2 separate regions of the Drosophila melanogaster genome follow, and region 2 is linked to region 1. Evidence: chromatin contacts called from public targeted proximity ligation data. All regions are on one chromosome and are shown on one strand. The core of a region is the stretch at or near the end of the contact, and the rest is flanking DNA. Distances in the headings are between cores, read along the strand shown. Region 1 holds the start of CG6836. Region 2 holds the start of Sfxn2 (Sideroflexin 2).

Evidence for each region.
Region 2: a contact with region 1 is called in a targeted proximity ligation map of the Kc167 cell line, with 3 times the contacts expected there. A contact is called at or near these places in 5 of 107 Hi-C or Micro-C datasets (all in the Kc167 cell line) and 2 of 7 datasets of targeted methods (both in the Kc167 cell line).

The regions. Positions count from the first base shown.
Region 1 is chr3L:18,947,837-18,954,212 of dm6, forward strand. It overlaps CG6836, which reads left to right and starts at 2,793. Exons shown (of 6, transcript NM_140822.3): 1 at 2,793-2,878; 2 at 5,762-6,050. The coding sequence starts at 5,927.
Region 2 is chr3L:19,059,327-19,065,702 of dm6, forward strand. It overlaps Sfxn2 (Sideroflexin 2), which reads left to right and starts at 3,839. Exons shown (of 4, transcript NM_140829.3): 1 at 3,839-4,390; 2 at 5,001-5,269; 3 at 5,519-6,057; 4 at 6,124-6,376. The coding sequence starts at 4,375. The coding sequence ends at 6,283. Ugt316A1 (UDP-glycosyltransferase family 316 member A1) reads right to left here and starts at 3,490. Exons shown (of 4, transcript NM_001300182.1): 1 at 2,677-3,490; 2 at 2,415-2,609; 3 at 2,061-2,274; 4 at 74-2,004. The coding sequence starts at 3,122. The coding sequence ends at 949.

The DNA of each region.
Region 1 (6,376 bases), core at 1,543-4,042:
AATTTGTGGAAGGGCGGCAGCAAAAGTGCAAGCAACGCAGAAAAGGACTTTGGCATCATTACAATTTGTTGATTTGCTTCGTTAAACAGCAAACAACACTGGCGAAAAGCGGGGGAGCGAAGGTGCGGACTGAAATTGAAACAACAGCGACAGTTGAATGAATCAGGGAGCATAAAGACCCGAGAAATTAACGCCAAGTCAGCCCCAAGCATCGCTCCTCATCTCGCCATCAAAGTCTTTTTGTGTTATTCAAATGGCGGCTGCATTGTTGCTTATTTGCGAAAAAGCAGCGCGAAAAAATGAGCAAAATAAGAAAATATAAGAAAATCCCAAAGGCGGCAAATAAACAGTGGCGAGAAAATGAAAACCGACAAGAAAAAGTTGCCGAGGCGCTGAATTGGCGACGTCTTCTTCAAAGGCGTCGCCTCGGGCCCCCGAATTTTATCTTTTCTTTAAAGCGCGAGCACAGTTTGCCTTTCCGCTGGCCCCACTTCTTCAAAAGGACATTCGGACGTGAAGGAGGCTGGGAGCCAAAAGGCGCTCCCTTGCTGAAGGTTGCAGGTAAGAAATGGTAGCAAGAAATCATCGCTGACAGCAAATAAGGAGTTCGGTGCGGGTTACCATGGGGTGTTCTTGGAAATTCATGAGACAGCGGTGAGATCTGTTTTACATATGCATCGTTTTCTTGGAAAGATAGACCATAAAAATGCATAGATTTTTTATAATCTGAATTTCGATTTCTCGCATGTACTAAAAGTCAAATTTAACTATAGATAACTTAAGCTTTTTTTGTTTAACGAAAAATTTCTTAAAGGTAGTATCTTTTCAACATCGAATATATGAATAGGTTTAATATTTCTATCTACATCGTATAATGAACTAACTTAACTTGCATTAAGTAAATGCAATGTTTATGCTTATATAAAGGTGGAAATTCAAAATATTTTTATTTTCGATATTATAAGAATTATATTATTAAATATTAATTAAATAATTATGTAAAGTAAATATATATATAGAAAAAAAGTGGATATTTTCTGAAATCTGTAAACTATGAGTATAAACTTGAAAGTGCATTTTGTTAAATAGAGCCCTTCATTTTTCATTAAAAATGTATATCCAGTCTTTTTACCTTCTGAATTTTTTTTGCAGGCATTTAATACTGGCCGACGTGAACACAAAATTAATTTTTCTTTGTTTACGGACACAACTTTCAAGCGTTTACATTAAACCAGTTTGCAAAAACTTTGCCTCTACCAAATGCCCCCTGTTTTCCCGTCTTTTTTCAAACTGACCATTCTCCACATTTCCCTTTCGATCTCCTGCCCTAATTGGCCTTATCACTTCTGACCCTCTTTACAAAATTAGATTTATTTGCAAATTATAAGTTGAATTGCAGCGGTCTGCCATCATAATATCTTTTTATGAGCCACCGCCGCAGAGTCTGCTATAAAAACGAACAAACTTGGCATTTTGCAGTTGCGGCATAATTAATTGCATAATTTTTGGGTTGAATAATTAGCATTTAATTTCAGATTGGTTACGTTAAGTGTGCGAGCGCAGAGAGACAGTAAAAAAGGTTAATTGGGCCGCTCATTAAATTAGTAAGCGGATGTGCCTTAGATTTACGTTTTTTGATACGTGCCTAACCCCGCCGCGGGCTGAGTTTTGGACTCGAAGTCCACTCGACTCGATGGCATTTCTAATGAGTTTAATTTGAATATCAAATTGTTTGGGGAAATTATGTTTCCCCGCCGGCTTCGATTAATATAATCGCACCCTGCATTTTTCGCTCGGGGGCGTGCAAATTAATAGCTGATTGAAGCGCCGCCATTATATACATTGTATATCGCGGTATTTATATTCCGCGACTTCAATTCCCTGAGGTCAATATCGAACACTGGAATAAGTAATTATCACCTGGTTGGACATGTTAATTGGCTTTTGGCGTGAAATCCATAAGTTCTGGACTTCTCATAAAGCTGATGGCACTTTCCTATACAAATTATCTTTCAACTTGAGTGCCCAGCGATGGCGATAAAAATTGGGTTGGCCGCACCGGAAGATAGGAGTGCAATTTTCTCAATTGCACAGTGGTCTTCAGGGCATAAAAAAAGTTAATTAAATAAAAAGAAAAATATATTCAGAGCTGATACCATAATTTATACCATTGCGAAGATCACTGCGCAATTTATGTTGAGTATTTGGAATATATATATTAGCGGTGTATATTGTATATATATAGAAAAATATATGCTTTGGGGATTATAACATTACCAATTTATATAAACTTTTATGACGTATCCAAACAAAATTGTAGTGTTTTGTAATATTGATGATCCACCCATTTCTTACCTGGTACTTTAACCTTAATGTATGTTTTTAGTTTACCCAATTGCGTGATCAAATTTTCACTCTCGATCATCAAGATATCTTTTCATTTCGCAATGGCTTACCGACGTGTTAGCAGGACCAGCCTCTTTTCGAGCTTCACTTCGGCTGTCCAAAGTAAACGCTTTTTGATCGGCAAATAGCCAACTTCCGCAGCGAGCGAGTGTTAAGAAAACTTTTCCCAGCAGCAGCGGCGTTTGCAATCGACAAATGTCGATTAGCACATCGCGTCAGCAGGTGTGTGCAGGTATTGTGGCTATTGCTACCGCTATTCTCTGTTTTGGCCCAAACGCACACACACAGCGGCTTATAGCCACTTGGCCAGCATTATAGTCAGTGGTCTGTGATGGGCGCATTCGCGTTCGTGATCAGCATGGGCACTACAATATTTTCAGTTTCATTTCAGTTGGTGAACAGCGTGCGAGCGAATAAGACACACGCGGCTAAAAAATTGCTTGAAAAGCTGAGAAAACAGGGAGTGTGAAGTGTAAGCAGCAAATAAAAATAGAGAAAAGTGCAAAATTAAACAAAATTCATTCAACCAATTGCAGTGCAAAGTATTTTTGTCGTTTATTGATTCGTAGCTCAACTCGTGATCCAACGCTAATATTCATTACGATACATTCGTGTGAACATGTAAAGAATAATTACTCTTCATTCGTTGACGGCGAGCAATCAATATGAATTAAAGACAACTCGAATTGCATCCGAGTGTAATTGAAATTCTTTAAACAATTCATTAAAGTGCAATGCCAAGGGCAAACGTAAAGTGCTGTGGTGATGGTCAAGGTTGCAGCCAAGAAAAGCTGATATCTGCTGCATCTCCTACAAACCAATTCAAACGAATAACAAATATTTGTCTTCTCCGTTGAGATAATAACTTAAACAGAAGCTGTGTACTTCCGCAAACGATTCTGCGAATTTACAAAATGTTTTTGCTTTAGCTTCATTCATGTCGAAAATATGTGACAATTGGGAGCTGAAGCATCTTATCAGACAAGTCAATTAATTACGTTTTTATCTAGATAGCTGTCATTCCTGAATGTCTTCACTTGACACATTCCCTAATGAACAGCTGATATCTTGAGTAAGCGTAGATAGGTGAATTCCTTGCATCTTCAACTCACTTTGTGCAAATTCCTCTTGCGAATTTCAGGAGGAAATCATTTGCTATGTCGACCAGAAAGCAAATTACATTTTGAGGTCTGCGTTCTGATTTTGATTTTGTCCCACAAAAATGCACTCGCATTTGCATTCGATTTTCGGTTTTATTTTGGTTTTTCAAACGTTTTCCGCTCTGCTCAATTTGTTTGCATTGCGTAAGGTCGTGTAGTTTCCCATACACTCTGACAGCACTTTGTCTCGCCAAGAAATTCGAATTTTGTTAGCCGCAAAAGCTCGGAAACATCTTGGCCAAGAGTCAGGGCCGGCCAATAGATGACAGTCAGCAAAAAAGCTGTGGGCATAAATGTGAATGAAAAAGAAATACAAAATGCCTCATTTAACAATGGTCCCACAAAAAAAAAAGTGTTGCAACATCGAAATGCAAAGCCTGGCTTGTTTTTGGCCAATGTTTACAATTCATTTCGAACATTTTGTGTAACACTGTTTTTATACCCAAAAATTGAAACATAAATAAATATTTTCTTAATGAAATTTATTTATTCTTAAATGTAACGAAAAAATTTCTATTTGCACAACTGACACTGACAATTTTTTCTCTTTACCCAAATTTGTAGCCAATTTCACAAGAGTAACATGATATTTTATGACGTTTGTTACGTTAGCACGTTTTCAAAATAGAGCTGAAATATTTTTTGTATTTGCAAAATTTAATTTGTTGTTAATGGCGTGCCAAGCCCATTTGCGATCTGTTAAAAAAAAACCACCCAAAAGTGCATATATACACCTACTATGTGCTTATACACGAATACAAATTATATATATGACGCTTATTTGCGCGATTTGTTTTACGCACCTTAGAATGTGCTAAATTCAAAAAGATTCGGCGAATGCTAATTTTTTGGTAAATGATTTATGGCTGGCTTGTAAATTGATTATGGATTTGCTCTCTTTTCGCCAGCTGATGAAATTGGATCGTCTGATTCCGGATTGTGATCACTGGCGATAAGCCGTGATTCTTCTCCATTTCCCCATCTCCGGATTACGTTGAATCGGATATAAATTGGGGTCAGATGGCGGGGACTTTGACACGTTTTTGGAGCAGATCTGAAGGCCGTTGCTGGTGCTACGAGATGTTGAATCATGTTTCAGTGTGTTTACGGGTACTTTCAACACGTAGTATGCGGCTATTACTGTGCAAAAATATGAAACCAGTTTGTAAATGGACAATAACACAGAGATTACATAATGGGCTGTGCAATGAGGCAACTCGTATAATTTGCTTTAGTATGGCCGGTCTGTTACCTGCCTACTGTCTGCTTTCGAAAACCAGTTCCTCACATGGATTTGGATTTGGTTGAGGGGAGTCGGGTCTTCTTTGGGCTTCAAAAAACTGACTGGACTCCATGGAATCGCCTCAGGCTTCGGTCACGTGCTCGTCTCCTCAGACTTGCCGATGTTTAAATGCTCTTTTATGTGCCGACTGAATGGCCAGTTGTTTTGAAATTTTTAATTGTTTTGTTTATAGTTGCATGGACGTTAAAACACTTGAAGCTAATAAGTGCAAAAAAAAGTTGGGGGAGTTGTACTATATTTCGGTATTGTAGTCATTTTCTTATTAAGGTGACCTAATAATCTGTATATATTCAGAGAAGTTTAAATTTATTTGCAGAGAATGCTTCATGCAAAATTAAATGAATTTTTTTCTAAGATATAAAGACGGAAAAATATTTTGGGATGATGATAGCCAAATTCATTTAATGAGGCTATAATTGAAAATTCTTTTGTCATGTCTACTGGGGGCTTTTATCTTGATTGATATAAAATATTATTATTTTTTTGTCACGTGACATATAAAATCCAGTGGAACTCGATTTTTATAGGTGCTTTTGAACCTTACAAGGTTACTTAAGCTTTGCAATAAAGGTTCATGAAATTATCGAAAAGTGAAAAGGCTTCGGAAAAGATGTGTCATCGTTCATATTTTTTCCATTAATTAGTTGTTGAAGCGAACTCCTGGCGATCGTGTCTAAGGGTATTAACACTTCGTCTAGACTTTTGGTTAGCAATAATCAGAAATGAAATAATATTCACATTTTATTTATTACTTCAAACAAGCCGCGTCAAATTTTAACTAGTAAGGTTCAATGCCTTCATTTGGAATCAAATCAGTTACTAACCAAAAAATACTGTTCACACTTTCACCTGAGTAGGAGAATAACCAATATCTCTATGTTTCCCCATGTAGATACATGTATGAGTGCTAATGAGGTGCAAAGTCTGCTAAGTGGCAAATTGTGAACTATGATAAAGATGTGAAGTGAAGTGCTGCAGCGTAAGCGAAGGAAACCAGGAAGTATTGCACCAACTTGCCCCAGTTTGAATTTATCACCTTAAGTATAAAAGCCGCACAATGAATGCCAGTGAGAACTATTTCACGATGGACCCCACAGAGAATATATCCCAGGTCTTAGACCAGAACAGAAACAACACAAATAGCCTGCGAACACATCCCACTGTGGAAGAGTATTATGAGAGTGAGTATATTAAAAATATATTAAAATATAAAGAAAATATAGTTATAACTTAAAAACACCAATTAAGACGTTATCTAATTTTGTTGTATATATAGCATATTAATAAAGATTAATGTGTCTTATATATTATCTACAACAATGTTCTTCCATTAAAATATTTTATTTACAAGTTTACGCCTATATGGGTATATGCAACCCCAGGTTGATACAGTCAAGATAAAAGTTCTATTGACAAAATTAAGGTTTATTCTGGTAACTGCTTCTGGTAAAAGCTTCTCATTGAAGCGTGTGTTTAATAATACTAAAATGTTACATAAGCCCCACAC
Region 2 (6,376 bases), core at 2,589-5,088, 110 kb after region 1:
AATTGGGAAAATATTTACAACTATTCAAAGAAATATAGGAAATTCCAATTCTATAGGCTATTTTATATATTTTATTCAACAATTCATACATGGCATTATAAAATATCCTTAATTTAAAGTATTCAGAACAACTAAACCGAATTGAAAACTGCATCTAGTTTTCCCATTGTAAAAAAGGTGACCGCATTATATGTTTTATTATTATAAAAACATTAACAATTTTAATTTCAGCTCGAAATTAACAAACGGACATACATAGATATTTTATCAATACTCAGTTGCTTTTTTGAGCTGAACAATTGCAGTCTAAGCGCTTGTGTTTCTATCAAGCTTTGTCTTTTTAAAAACATACGAAAGGTGTTGTCAGTCTTTGAATTGAAATATTAATTGAATGAAATAGCTGTAAAGGGTTTTCGACATTAATATCAGAACATAAAATCAATTTCAAGTACCCAATTTATTGTTATACTTTGTCAGTACAAATATCCTATGTTCAAAGTGTGAACGTTCGTTTACACACAATACAAATATTCAAGATATATACAATTTATAAATTTTAAAACTTATCGAAATATAAAACCACATGTATTAACAAAAAATCACACTTAACACTAGACGATATTTTTATGTATAGGTTTATATAGGCATGGTGGATCGATTTTGTGACACGGATTATAGATGCGGAATGTACTCGGTGGACAATCGAGGGCATTATAGTTGGCAACTGTGCAACTTTAATGGATCTTTAAGAGATCTAGTTGAAACTAGTAATAGATTGACCAATGATTATTTTCCCGCTCTAAGCTCTGCTTTCCCATCCTCCGGCTGGCTTGTTAGACGATCTTACAGTTTTGCTAGTCCTAACATGAGGATGTGAAACCGAGACGAGCATCCTTTCTATGTGATCCACCGTAAGTTTAGTAATATATTTCGTGTGGAGATATATCATTATGAGAACCTGCGTTCTGCTTCCTCCTGTGATGTCTTTCGATCGCTTGAGTATATCCGCTGCTGATTCACGTACAACTGCAAGGGCGGCACCTGCCCGAGCAGCTGAATCGGAGGTGGGGGAGTTAGGTCCAGTGGCGTAGTGGACGCTGTCGATGGACTCGTCGGTGAATTGGAGCTCATGCTCGAAGAGCTGGACCGCGCCGATAAAGATTGAGCGGATCGCGTTCTTCTGAGCGACTCTGTTCCCTTGGGAGATCTACTACTCCCCTGGTCACCATAGCTGTGCACTCTGCCAACCACTTTCAGGTTGGTTCTGTATGGTGGCTGATCCTGCGCGGCTTGGCTGTGGTAGGATTTTCTTAGTATAAAGCAAATGGCCAGGAAAGGAATGGTTAAAATTCCAAAAAAGCCCACTGCTATTATAAGCAGAACATCCACACCTTCAGCTCTCCAAAAGTTTAAGGTATTGGCGTGCGACTTAAGAAAGTCAGCTCCTCCAGACTCCAATATAAGCTGTATCTTTCGCACAGCTTTTCCAACTGGCGTGGAATCGCGGCTAATCAGTCGTTCTTTGAGTTGACCCAACTTCTCCACATAGCTGGTATTCAGGGTGAGCTGTCTTATGCCGTGGAGCAGCGAATCGTAAGCTAACGAGTCGTAGCCAACGGTCACGGAGACTCCATGTCGCTGCAAGCGCTTAGCCATCACCTCTTGTTCGGCTAGAATGGGTATGGCAAGTACTGGCTTTTGTCCACTAATCGATTCCCAAACGCTCAACTGACCGCAGCTGCTAATAAACATCTTGACCTGCGGATGGTGAAGGATGGCCTGTTGTGGCCACCAGTCAGCAATCATAACGTTCTCTGGCAGCACCTGTTCCGCCGTAAACTCCTCCTTTTCCCACTTCAGCAAGAAGTGAAACTCCTTGAGGTGGCCAAACACATCCAGAATAATGGCCAACTTTTCCTGAGGCAGTTGAGCTGTTTCCACATCGGCGCCCAGGCTAAAATAGATAACCCCACTGGGAGCCGATTCCATGAACGACAGAAGATGCTAAAAACAATTAAAGTAAGTGATTTGAATTTATGAATGAATGCATTTAGACATACTTTTGGCAAATTGTCATCATTTAAGTGGCTTAAGTGCAGGCCGCCCACTTCCACCATGTTGGGCAAATATGCACGGGGATAATGTAGGCCTGGATGCGAGTTAATCAAGGCCAAACTGAGATTCTTTGTCAGATCTCTATAAAGCGGCAGCTCCTTAACGAGCAGTTCGAAGTGATTTGTGTACACGGATTGCTGGGAGATCAAGTGGAAAAAGCTGCAAAATACAAAAAAACGGATCCTGTTAAACTGAATGTAAAGAAAGATTATTTTCCTATTGATAATATAAATTGCTGATGATTAACTTGTCTCGAAATGCTACACAATTATACAAGTTATACTGCAGTAAGATCGTACTTGTAGGTCAAGCGCTCAAAGGTGCTCATAAGCGAGTTTAGAATCCTCTGCCTCGTGTTCATTCTCTCCGTGAAGGGCAGGAAATTGCTGGGATCCAGTGAGGACGATTGCGGATTGCCAAACATGTTATTCAGCCAGGAATTCGCGCCAGTGGGACTGACTGCAACGGTGGGTATGCCATAGTAGAAGGCCAAGCTAAAAGAGAACAGATTTCCATTTGAAATATATACCAAGGAAACCCGTTTTTGGCTTTCGGACTCACCCTAGCAGAGCATCGCTTAAGAACAGGTCCACTATGAGTAAGTCGAACTTTTCGCCGCTGGTCAGGAGCTTCCGGACCTGGGGATCCGACAGCAAAATGTCCACATTGGTGGTGCCAGCGTAGATCAGCCGGGTGAACCTTTCCATCACACTCTGGGCCCGCATTTCCTCGGCCTCAAAACTCATGCCCATGTCGAGCCAGTTTTCCCGCAGCCCTTCGATGCGCAGCTCCCTGATTTTGGGTATTTCCGCATCCACACCTTCCTGCGCGGCATGTGGACTGATCAGAGTTACGGAGTGGTTGCCCGAACTCTCCACCAGCTCCTGAAGCAATCTCCGGCCAAAGAGATAGTGGGATTTCCAGACACTGGGAAAAACTGTCAGTACATTGGCGCCCAGGACGATGCCGCAGAGCAGCGTGCCCAGAAACACTTGCAGGATTTGCATTTTGTGTTTGTGGATTATATCCGCAGTGGCCTTTGCATCCGCTTCTACATCCGCATCCGCATTCGTGTCTGTGTTTCTGCTTTTCCGGTTTTTTTTTTTTTTGCAAAAACACACACAAACACTGGCGCTCAGCCCATACACAACGCACACACACGCACAAGTACGTGGCTTCTATTATTATCTGCTGCTTCTGCTCCCGCTTTTTTCGCCGATTTTCATCATCTTGCCGCCACGATGCGATGGCAAAATATCACAGCTGTTGAAAAATGCACACAAATTGCCAAATAAAATGCAGTGCAAAACGCAACGAAAGTGAAAAGAACAGCAGCAACAACTGCGGCTTTGTCGTCGTCTCCTGCGAATGGCATTCAGAGATGTCCGGCTAGCTGTTCAGACCGGCAAATCTAGCTATTTTGCAGCTGAAAGAAGCATTAGCGATGCCGCGTTAACATCTGAAATTTAAAGCGTGTCTTAATAGCAAGCAGTTGGCGAGTATACAAAACTTGTGCCATGGAAAAAACACTCGTGCTCTGAATACCTTACTTTTAACATGATTAATAATAAAGTTACTGAATTATACATTACATTACATTATTGAATTTCTAGAGATTACTGCATATTTTTATGCGAACATGAACTGCTTGCTTGAAGCCATGGCACCTTCCACTGCTTGCCTGTGGCTTTTCCCGCCTGATCTACGCACGGTCCCACTATTGTGCAAAGCCACCCCCACCCCGCCACATTGCTTCTTCTTCCTTACCATCGCAGTAAACAATTTGAAAATTGCATTTATACGCGACTGAGTTTGCGAATCATTCGGCAAATTGCACAACAAAAGAAGTGCTAAATTGAGAGGTTGCGGCGAGCACAGCAAGTACTTGTGGATGCACAAACTCAGAGCGAAAAAAGACAAACAGAGAGCGGCAAACAAAACAACTTTTTTTCCAATTGGAAGAGTGCCAAAAAAAACGGAGAGCGACATAAAAAGTGAACATTTGAACCGCATTACGAGGCAGAAAAGTGAATTGAACAGCTGGCGGATCAGGTGCGTGGCTAAAACGAATCATTTGCTGTTAAATCGGCCCTAAGCAAACACATAAGGTGAGAATCTGCCCAAAAGCGCAAGCGGCCAAAACAACAACAATAACAAAAGCAAGCCGCCATAAACCGGCAACAGCTGAAAGTTACTGCTTACGTAAGCCGCTCGCAATTACAAATTACAAGCAGTTAGGCAATTGGATCAGCAGCCAAAATGTCGCAGGTATCAAGTAAGAATCAAATCAAAACCACCACTTTATATGGGCTCCCACGAATATCGAATATATTGAGCATTCAAGTGAATACATACACATAGAGGAATCAAAGCAAATAAGTTTTTGATGAATCATTTCTTATGCATATTTTGTGAAAATAAATAACATAAAAGGATATTCATTTCACAGCATCTTCATTATCTAATCAGTTTTGTTGTGTTTTTTTTTCGAAAGCTTTTCAAAAACATAAGACTGATTATGACATTTACTCAACACTTTCTAATATCAATTTATTGTATAAATGAATCTATTCATTTGTTAAAAAAGTTTTAAGAATTAATAAATCTATAGCCATAATTTTTTATTATTTCCATTTTGATTCTCAAAATTCTGTAAACTACATATTTTAAAAATTAAAAGTCAGCTAGAGCTTGTATGTAATATTTCAATTAATACACTTTAATATATAACGTGGCAGCCAAAATAAATGTACTTTCATCAAATTTTAAACAATCTTCAAATAGTAGCAGTATCTAAAATAATGTACTTAATAAATTTGATATTTGAGAGAGCCCAGAGATACGATCATTCTATGCCCACTGACCCAACCAATCCCTAACCCTAGCCCTCATCGATGTGGACAAGCCACTCTTCGATCTCAGCACCTTCGCTGGGCGCTTCCAGTACTTCGCCTGGATGACGGACCCCCGCACCGTAGTCGTATCCAGCGATCGCCTGCTGGAAGCCAAAGCAATGGTTGAACGCTACCGGAAAGGTGACCAATCCCCGCCGCTGAAGCCGGAGGAGGTGCACTACAACATGAAGCTGTACAACTCAGCCTTTCATCCGGATACCGGCGAGCTGCAGAACTTTTGCGGCCGCATGAGTTTTCAGGCAAGTCTCGAGATGGGTTCGGCACGTGGTCGCTGAAAATAGAAGCGTCTGGCGTGGACGCCTTGTGAATGGGTTGCCAAAAACACAAGGAAGGCACGACGATATCAAGACCAATTGCTCGGAATGCCAAATCTTCGAGCATTTTGTTGGTTTTAGCATCAAAGAACCTGTTCCCTTAAGGGCTTATCTAAATCGATGCTTACATATTTAAGCTTTACTAATTGCTTTGTGTATTTGGTCTATCTTCAGGTACCCGGAGGCATGTTGATCACCGGTGGCATGCTGGCCTTCTATCGCACCGTGCCCGCCGTGGTGCTCTGGCAGTTCATCAACCAGTCCTTCAATGCGGTTGTTAACTACACGAATCGCAATGCCAACTCGCCAACTAGCGTTACGCAGCTGGGCGTGGCCTATGTATCCGCCACGACATCGGCTCTGGTAGCTGCTATTGGATGCAAGAACTATTGGTCAAAGAAAGCGACTCCGCTGTTCCAAAGATTTGTGCCCTTCGCAGCTGTGGCGGCAGCCAACTTCGTGAACATTCCGCTGATGCGACAAAATGAGATAATCAATGGCATAGAGGTGAAGAACGACGATGGAGTGGTTGTGGGCCAGAGTAGATTGGCAGCCATCAAAGGAATCGGTGAGGTGGTTGTGTCCAGGATTGCGATGGCGGCGCCCGGAATGCTGGTGCTGCCATTGATAATGGAGAGGCTGGAGAAACTGCCTGCCTACAGGCGCATCAAGTGGATTAATGCTCCATTCCAGACCCTTTTGGTTGGGTGCTTGTAAGTAACTTTATCATCTACGACCACTTGTTCCTTTAACTGATCTTTTTATTCTTTGATGTTTAGCCTTTGCTTCATGGTGCCCACTGCCTGCGCCCTGTTCCCACAGCAGTGTTCCTTGGACACTTCGATTATGCGCACCTTCGAGCCCGAACTTTACGAGGACCTCGAGAAGAAAACTCAGGGCAAAGTGCCCAAGCGTGTCTACTTCAACAAGGGTCTGTAAGATCGGCTCGACAATAATCCTGGAATTGAGGGAAGACAATTGTGTGTTAGTGGTATCCGTTCTCGTCTCATGTTTTATGTAGCATTTACTGTT